Linked DNA regions of Mus musculus: region 1 is linked to region 2. The links are chromatin contacts, called in public HiChIP or PLAC-seq maps. All regions are on one chromosome and are shown on one strand. Each heading gives the region's core, a stretch centred on a gene start, on an enhancer-like site or on the middle of the called end of the contact. The rest is flanking DNA. Distances are from core to core; before and after follow the strand shown.

Region 1 (4,040 bases), core at 125-2,624, 97 kb after region 2:
TTCGATTCACTGGATGTCTGCAGGTGTTCCATGTGTGTTTGTCTGCGTGGTTCCGGCAGATGTGTGGTTGCAGCCAGGAGAGCTTGTTGGTGCATTTCCTCTGTGGCAGATCTTTCCATGTGCACGCCCTGTAGGGGTCTGAAACACTTTGCTCATTTTTAAAGAAAGCCTAGATTCTCTGTTGTTGACCTTTGTGGTTCTCCAAATCTTTAAATATGGGTCCTTTGTTGGGAGTAAATGTCTTGAGTTTTTGGTGAAGTCCAGTTTGTCAACTATCTCCCCCCCCCCCTTTATGGCTTGGATTTTGTTGTCATATCTAAAATCTATTTGCCTGGTCCGAGGTCTGGAGATTCCATGTCAATCTCTAACAGCTTTGGTAGCCTTATGCTTCACTCTGATACCAGCTTGAGTTACTTTATTTTGATTTTATTTTGGAGACCGAGGTTTGCTATGTAGCCCTGGCTGGACTTGAACTCCTAATTCTCCTGCCTCAGCTTCCCAAGCACTAGGATTACAGGGGTGCGCTGTCACAGCTGGCGAGTTATCGCACAGCTGGCGAGTTATTTTTTTGGATATAACTTAAGGCAGCACCTGAGGTTCGTTGGTTTCACGCGTGGACTTTTAACTGTGCCAGCACATGGTTGGAAAGGCTGGCCTTTCTTCCCGGAGTTGTTTTAATATCTTTGCAAAAACTCAGTTGACTGTGTCTGGACTCTATCCCTTCTGGTTGATCTGGGTTTCTCACCAATGCTATGCTAAGTCGTAAAATTAAGTGATATGCTCATTAACTTAAAAAAAAATCTTTTCTGTTGGTTTGTCTTTCTATGATGTCTTCTGTACCCTCTAAAGAATTCCACTAAGAGTTTGACTGCTATCAGGTTAAATCCACGGGTCAATTGGAAGGGAACTGATGTCTTAACTGCTGAATCTCACAGTTCATAAACTGGTGGCTCTGTCGTTGACCTCAGCTGTCTGGGAACGAGCATTTTTTATTTCCTAACAAAAATGTTTGTGAAGAACTAATATGAGGTCTTCTTTTCTTCTCACCTTTCACTGTGTCAGCGTTACTAAGAAAGTCACACATTTCCTGTCTGGGACCTTAGTGACCATGTAATAGCACTTCCATTGATCAAGGCCAGCTCCCCATAAAACACAATTCACATCACTGTTTCTGATCTTCCTCCTCCTTATTTACAGCTACGGAGTCTGTGTTTGGTGAAAGGCAGGCAAAATCTAATTTGTAACGGCTAGAACTCGTTGTCCACTTAAACAATAGAGAACTGAGTCACAAATTCTGTCTTCATAAAACTCCTCCATACTTTGGAAAATGACTCATTTTTAGGCAGCGTCTGCTGTCACTGCTTGCCAGGAAGTGATCTAACTTGGATAAGTTTGAAGGTTTGTAGAAGTTGTGCAGCCCCTGTAGAGAGGCATTCTGAGCTGGCATCCATTGTGTGCTCGTGTGTATGTGTGTGTGTGTGTGCGCGCACCAGGCATGTCGGTCCATCAGCACACATCACTGTAGCATTTTGGAATGTTCTAGTTCCGTTGGTCTCAAATGTTAGCTGCTTTAAAAATCCCCTGGAAAACATAGGCTTCTGTGGACTATTCCCAGAACGTACGATTCCTTAGGTCTGAGATGGGTCTACAACTTCCTATTTCTAGCAGTCCAAAGAGGTTGCTGGTTGGAGGTTACTTGAAGGCTCTCTCTTATAAGGTCTCTGTTCATGCCCTGATAAGAATCAATAATCTTAAAGTCCGTAGTCTTTCTAAAACTTTCTGTGTTTACAGTGAACCATCCATGCAGGTAATGAGGTAGTGTGGATTTGTTCTCAGGTTCCCACAGGCAAGCAGGAGCCCTCCTCTAGGGAACCCCACTCATCATCCAAGCAAATGGAGGAAAGGAAGCTAGGTCACATTGCTTTCTGCAACCTTCTCGCATGTAACTGGGATGGAGCAGGACCTTGGACATTCAGTAGCTTATTATTCTTATAAATCTGAGTCTCTTTTAACTCAAGAAGGTCCAAGATGCTTGAATTTCTTTAATGTGTGTGCGCTCAATTTTACAGAGCGAAAGATGACCTAACCTGGATGCAGGAAGCATTCAACCCTGAAAAGGGATCTGTGGTGTGGCTGTATAGGACTTGTTCTCAAATGCTTACCACTGGTAAAGCTGCCTCCTGCACAGCCTGCCAGCCTGAGTTTGACCTTTTTAACCCACAAGGTCAAAGGAGAGAACTGCCTTCTCCAAGTTGTCCCCTGACCTCTATCTGTATCCCATGGCACATATGAGGTGAGGTGTGCGTGTGTGTGTGTGTGTGTGTGTGTGTGTGTGTGTGTGTACACGTGTGCATGTGTGTGTGCGCACGTGCGCATGTGTGTGTGTGCACAGGTGACTGTGGAAGCCAGAAGAAGGTGTCTGAATTCCTGTAGCTAGAGTTACAGGCAGTTGTGAGCTGTCTGGGATGGATGCTGGGAACCAAATTAGGGTCCTCTAGAAGAACAGCAAGTGCTCCTAACTGTTAACCCATCTCCCTACCTCTTAATGAATCAATTTTTAAAATGTAGCAAAAATAAAACTCTTACACTGACCGAAAGATATATTCCTATGTGTCTTGAAGGAGCAGAAATTGCAGGGTAGGGTGAAAAGGTTAATAGTCAAGTAAATTTATGTTCTGTGTGCTGTGGATAGGCACTCAATAACCAATTCAGAAGATTCAGTTACTTGACCAATGAATCTGTTTACCTGGTGTCTTAGTTAGAGTTTCCATTGTTATGAAGAAACACCATGACCAAGACAATTCCTATAAAGGACAGCATTTAACTGGGGCTGGCTTGCAGGTTCAGAGGTTCAGTCCATTATCATCAAGATAGGTGCATGTCAACATCCAGGAAGACACGGTGTTGGAGAAGGAGTTGAGAGTTCTACATCTTGATCTGCAGGCAGTCCAGGAGAAGACTGTCTTCCAGGCAATTAGGAGGAGGGTCTCAAAACCCATCCTCATAGTGACACACTTCCTCCAATAAGGCCACAGCTATCCCAACAAGGCCTGGCAATCTGGGCCAAGCATATTCCAACCAACACACCTGGGAAACAGAGTAGTTTGGAAATTATCATCTTCATCTTGTCTCTCTGTATCCATCTGTCGCCAACCTCACGAACGCTGTCTTCTCATCATGGTATTTGTTCTCATGACTGATACCCTTATGGCAAAGGTGGAGGGTCCATAATTAGCATATCTCTTCATTTCTTTTCCATCTCACTTCCATATCGATGTCTGTGGTCCAAGTTCTGTTCTCAGCTCCTTGGAGCTCCCTCTGCCCATGCTGAAACAGGGATTGTGTGTGCCTTCAGCGTGTGCCGCCTCGCTTTGGTCTACAGATGCTGAATGGCCGACACGTGGTAGCATAGGAGGTGGGGAGGTACCATGATGCAAATGTAGTCAGTGGGGTGAGTTTCTAACCTTTTTCTGCCCCATCAGCTATGTAGAGAAACCAATCTTGTGTCCTGAATAGGATGGGGAGTTGTCAGGCTCCGTTCTGGAGCAGAGTCTTCTAAAGAGCTTTGATAAGAAAACAGTGAAGAAGAGCTCCTGACAACTAATCTTTGAATTGGGTTAAATCGAGATACCTGGGGAAAGCCACAGGGGTCCTGAGGAAGCATTGGAATTTCCCACACATCCTGGGGGCTGTGTGTTTGTTTAAAAAGATAGGATTAGACAGCTCCCAAGTGCCCTTTTGCCCTGTGACCTTCTACCTACAAAAAATCATTCTGCCTTAAGCTCAGGTAGAAATGTGTACAGGATCTAATCTCCTTACGAGTCTGTCAATATGAGGTATGAGCTTTCAGATGAATGTGCCTCTCTTGGCGTCGCTCACTCCAAGTAACACACAGGACATTCTACCTTCTAATTCATTTTGGGGACCAGGAGACTTATTTTGTCCTTGAAAAACTAGGGACTCAGAAAGCCTTTTGGTCTTAGATCCCAGCATCCTGACTTCCACTCTGTGCTCGATGGCCTATGTGCTGTGACCTGCTT
Region 2 (4,439 bases), core at 340-2,839:
CTCTTAGGATAGGATGTTCTCCACCCAACTCTTGCCTATTTTCAAACTCCACCTGACACCACACTTTGAAATCATACCACCTTCTCAGGCCATTGTGGTTTACAGCGATTTCCTCCCACCTCTCCTCACATAGACCATCTACTTCTTGAGGCCCTGCATCCTGGTGTTCATCCTGAGAACTGATGTGTGAGGAGTTCATCTTTGATGCACAGAATACGCAGTGCGTTTTAGAGTCCAACATGGCGTCTCTGAGACATGGAAGAAGCCTGGCTGACAGGCTGGTCACAGGATGAGTATTGCTGACCTGTGGCCATAGCATTAGAAGCATCTACTTTTGTGGGGAGGAAAATCCCTTTCATCCCATTCCAACAGGGTGAGAATCCAATGTCTCTAGGGGTGGGGGTGGGGAATCCTCTCGCTCTCATCTGATGAGACTTCCCTCTTCCTGTGCACCTAACTCATAGGCTGGCACAACTTCAGCTTCACTGACCACTTGTGAGAAACGCAAGTTCATGAGCCTCAACTCAGACCAACGGAACTGGAGGCGGGGCGGGGTCCAAGAGTCTGAATTTCAAGTTTCAAGAGTTCATTGTGTCTCCCAGAAAGCAGCTGGCTGCTCTCTGTAGATTTGCTTAATTAAAGGTGACTAGTGTCGCTAGACCACCTTTCTTCGGCTAAATCATCTCTTATGACCCTCTCTTTTGATGATTTTTTTTCAGTCATGTGATCACCCACATGCCCCACGTTTGTGAAAAAGCAGTGGCCCATGTTTGGGGGGGGGGGGCTCCCACATTCCTCCAGGCTCCAAGCAACCGCATGAAAACCGTGCTTTTAAAACAGCTACTTGTGGTTTCTGTCTCAAAAGCTGAGCCGGAAAGGGGTTTGTGGTTGTGCGACCCCGGCTGGGCCTGAGCGACAGTTTTGCACATTGGGGGCGGGCTGGCAGAGGGGTGGGCGGATGACTGGCAGTTGTGTTCTGAGTGTTGTTTGGAGGCTGTTAATCTTGCTCCTGCAGCCCGCGCACGAGCTCACCCTTACCGTTTCTTGTCAAGAAAGGGGAATCCTGTGTCTCGTAAGCCAAAAGTCATAAACAACTTTCGTTTATACCCCTAAATGCGAGAAGCAGGCGCTCGCGGGGCTCGGGGGTGGGGTGGGGAGGTGAGTGTGTGAGGGTTGTCCCCGTGCAATCTCTCTAGAGGAAAAGGAACTGCAATGTTTGTCTCTCAGTCACTGAGCAACACCCAGGCGAACTGGGTGCCTGTGGTCTGCTGTGGTTTTTCTTGCTCTTCCCTGCGCTGGTTCACTTCCACCCTCCGGATGCTCCAAGTCGCCCTCCATCTGTGCGCTGGGCTCCAGCTGCAGGGGTCCAGGGTGCCTCTCAGCCCCTTCCTCTCGCGGGAGGCGGGTCCTCGCAACCGGGCGCTGCGCTGTGCGGCCAGTAGGGGTCGCTGCACGGCGGCGCGCTCCCACCGCGGTGAATAACGGGGCCGGGCGGGAGGAGAAAGGAAACCTGCTGGGGGAGGCGGTACGGCCCGCGGGCGGGCGGGCGGGCGGGCGGGCGAACGAGCGAGCGAGCGAGGGAGGAGATAGTTCACTTTTGCCCCGGTGTCAGCGAGACGCGGCCGCCGCAGGCGCGAGTGAAGGAGCACCGAGGGAGCGGAGCGGTCAGCTCCGAGAAGCCGGGCGAGGGCAGCCCAGAGGTGGGATCGGAGCGCGCCCGCCGGGCGCGGAGCCCGCGAGCCTGGCCAGCGAGGGAAACCACGGGGGGCGCTCCCCGGGAGGGCCCCCAGAGCAGCGCAGGATGCCGCACGAAGAGCTGCCGTCGTTGCAACGGCCCCGCTACGGCTGTGAGTGTTCGGGCTCCCGTTGATCTCGGGGCGCCCCTCTCCCTGGGACGGCGTTGGGGAGGCCGAGGGGCTTGAGGGCGCGCTGCGGAGGGCAGCGGCTGGCAAAGTTGAGAATTGGAATTGCAAAGGAGCAGGGCGCGGATTTCCAAGCCCCTTTCTTCCAAATTCCTAATTGCAGCTTCCAGCTAAGTCCCTCCACCTCGCAAGCCTCAGCAGCTCTGGTGCAGATCAGGTTGTGGTTTAGGGGTATCAGGTGAGGAGCCCGCCTTGCTTTGGGCGCTGCCGGCTCGAGCCAGAGGGTGGCGTAGGGGATCCGATGCTTCCCACCCAAAAGGGGCGGAAAGTTTGTTTGCTGTCGCTACAGGTGGGCAGCGCAGCTCCTGTGCCCGCGCGCTCTGCGAGAGGTGAAGGCACTTTCCTGGAAGGGCAGGCTTCTCCTACTAGTCTCTTTTGGGCCTCACCTGAGCAGCTAGAGCCACTTAGGCCCCACAGGTGTGAGGCCCTTCCAGCCAAGGCCTCCAGGGACACGTACCGCCCCCAGCCACTTTCCCGGTGGCTCTCCCCGCCCCCGATCTCCTGCGCGGGAGGATTTCTGTAAGGACAGACTCTGAGCCGGTCTGATTGAAAGTGACGGTGTCGGTTACCCAGCCCCGGGCTGCCGGCGGCGGAAAGAGGTGGCTTTGACTAACAAGAGGGAGCCAGATTATCGCCAACCACGTGGCCCCTTGTGCAGAGTTCAGAGTCCTAAATATGCGCTAGGAAGTATTTCCTTTAAAACAAACAGAACGCTGGCTTCTTCTCCCGGGTTGGCCCTGTCGACAAACGCATGGCCACGAACCATGGGTTAATCTTTTGCTTGGACTGGTCTTGTTAGACGCAGTACCAGGTTTAGGTTAAGGTGGTGACAACTGCAACAGAGTTAGTGTGTTCATGTGGTTTGTGGTGTTTGGTAGGAGCACGGATGAAATTTTTGGAAGAGGGTCGCCAACTTCCCTAAGTCAGTCAGTCAGTCTCTCTCTCTCTCTCTCTCTCTCTCTCTCTCTCTCTCTCTCTCTCTCTCTCACACACACACACACACACACACACACACACACACACACACACACACACACACACACACACACACACATCCCAGTCTTGGAAGGGACTGTCAGAGGTGAGAGGTTTGTTTTTTCCTTGTGACAGCAAGGAGCCAGCTGCAGTTTCTGTAAAGTGAGAAAATGCATTCAGCCACCCAGCATTTTGCTTGCAGCCTGCCCAGTTTGCAGTGGATAAACCACTCAGAGAGCTCCTGGGGCTGGAGGAGGAGCCCTGTGCTCATCTGGTGCTTGCAGTGTCAACCTCAGGTCTTTGGGAGTCCTTTCCTGTGACAAGCTCTTGGGACAGAGGGTGACTTCACCGTGTTGCGCTGTTAAGATGACTAAAAGATCTGTAACTAGGCGAGCACACATTACAAGATGGTTTGACATCACACGGTCTGCGTTATCCCCGTTTTATGCACAATGTGAAGGGGATGAATGTGGATCAGGAATGCAGCATTTCCATTAGCCCCTGCATGGGCATCTGATATGATGCCTGATTTTTATTGAACCAGCCTGTCTCTGCAGCGTGCCTTAGAAGACTAATCAAGGAGGCATTGATTTGGCAAGCCTGACGCCTGCTCTGCTGAATGAGCCACATTCCTGAGAAATCTTCCTCTAAGTTTCTGCGCTGATCTGGAGTGGCAGGGCGGGGTGCTGTTGTTGGAGTCACTTAGCTTCCTTGGGCTTAGCCAATCCCGTTCTCCATTGATTCAACACGGTTAAAATGGGGAATATGTGCTTATGTGTTATCCATACTGGAATATATGGATATGTGAAATATGAAACGTTTAATATTATAGCTGGCTATTACCGTTTAAATGAACATTTTAATAATACTTTTGATACCGCGTTCATATCGAGAATATGTGTACAGCGAGTTTTTTTTTTTAAAAAGCTATCTAGAGCTGGTAAGATGGCTCAGCCAGTGCAGATGCTGCTGCCAAGCCTGACAACCTGAGTTCAACTCCAAGGCCCCACATGGCGGATGGAGAGAGCTGACTCCTCGAGGTTATCATCCGACCTCCACAGGTCCACACATACACACAGGACGTCTAGCAGAACACACCTTGATCTTAATAGACACTACCAAGTTCTTTAACTATATGAGTTGCTGGTTTTTTGGGGCGCTTTGTCAGGAAGGACGACAGGGTTGTCCTCACCTTGTATTATAGGGCATGCCTTTTTTTTTTTTTTTTTTTTTTTTTGGCCTGGTTACTGGTTTGCTAAGCAGGTGAGTTCAGGAAACTTCCAGCGTTAACTCTCCCAAGTTTTCCAGACTGTTGTAAACTCTGTTGGAATAACAACCTTCTAGTGGTTTGGATTAAGCTGTTTTACTTGTTTCAAGTGTGGACTTTTCTGCTTTCTACCCACTTGAACTGTTTTTATAGTCAGTAATTCTTACACAGTGCAACTAAACTAACCTGCCCGGGGTCTCCTAACTCCCCTTCAGGGTAAGCATCTGTAAAAAAACAAAAAAACAAAACAAAACAAAAACAAAAACAAAAACAAA

What was found. HiChIP or PLAC-seq counts read pairs in DNA pulled down with a chosen protein or histone mark.
Region 1: a contact with region 2 is called in an H3K4me3 HiChIP or PLAC-seq map of bone marrow-derived macrophages, with 5 times the contacts expected there. The contact joins the enhancer-like site here to the promoter of Iqgap2 in region 2. A contact is called at or near these places in 17 of 39 promoter capture datasets (the 3T3-L1 cell line, 3T3-L1-derived adipocytes, the HPC-7 cell line and 11 more), 47 of 484 Hi-C or Micro-C datasets (the 3T3-L1 cell line, the AML12 cell line, CD4 T cells and 33 more), 33 of 115 datasets of contacts at active chromatin or transcription factors (the HPC-7 cell line, astrocytes, bone marrow-derived dendritic cells and 24 more) and 5 of 9 other capture datasets (adipose tissue, bone marrow-derived macrophages, embryonic stem cells and 2 more).

Annotation. Positions count from the first base shown.
Region 1 is chr13:95,791,840-95,795,879 of GRCm38.p6, reverse strand. The region is part of intron 2 of Iqgap2 (IQ motif containing GTPase activating protein 2); the gene reads left to right. Among named protein-coding and RNA genes, the nearest start is that of Gm32702, 30 kb to the right of the region's middle. Within about 2 kb of position 1,374, at least 22 of the 459 cell types and tissues checked have an H3K27ac peak or open chromatin away from gene starts, as enhancers often do. A contact at or near this core is called in DN3 thymocytes, bone marrow-derived macrophages, embryonic fibroblasts and 4 more, where this site is marked.
Region 2 is chr13:95,889,072-95,893,510 of GRCm38.p6, reverse strand. Iqgap2 (IQ motif containing GTPase activating protein 2) reads left to right here and starts at 1,589. Exons shown (of 36, transcript NM_027711.1): 1 at 1,589-1,847. The coding sequence starts at 1,802.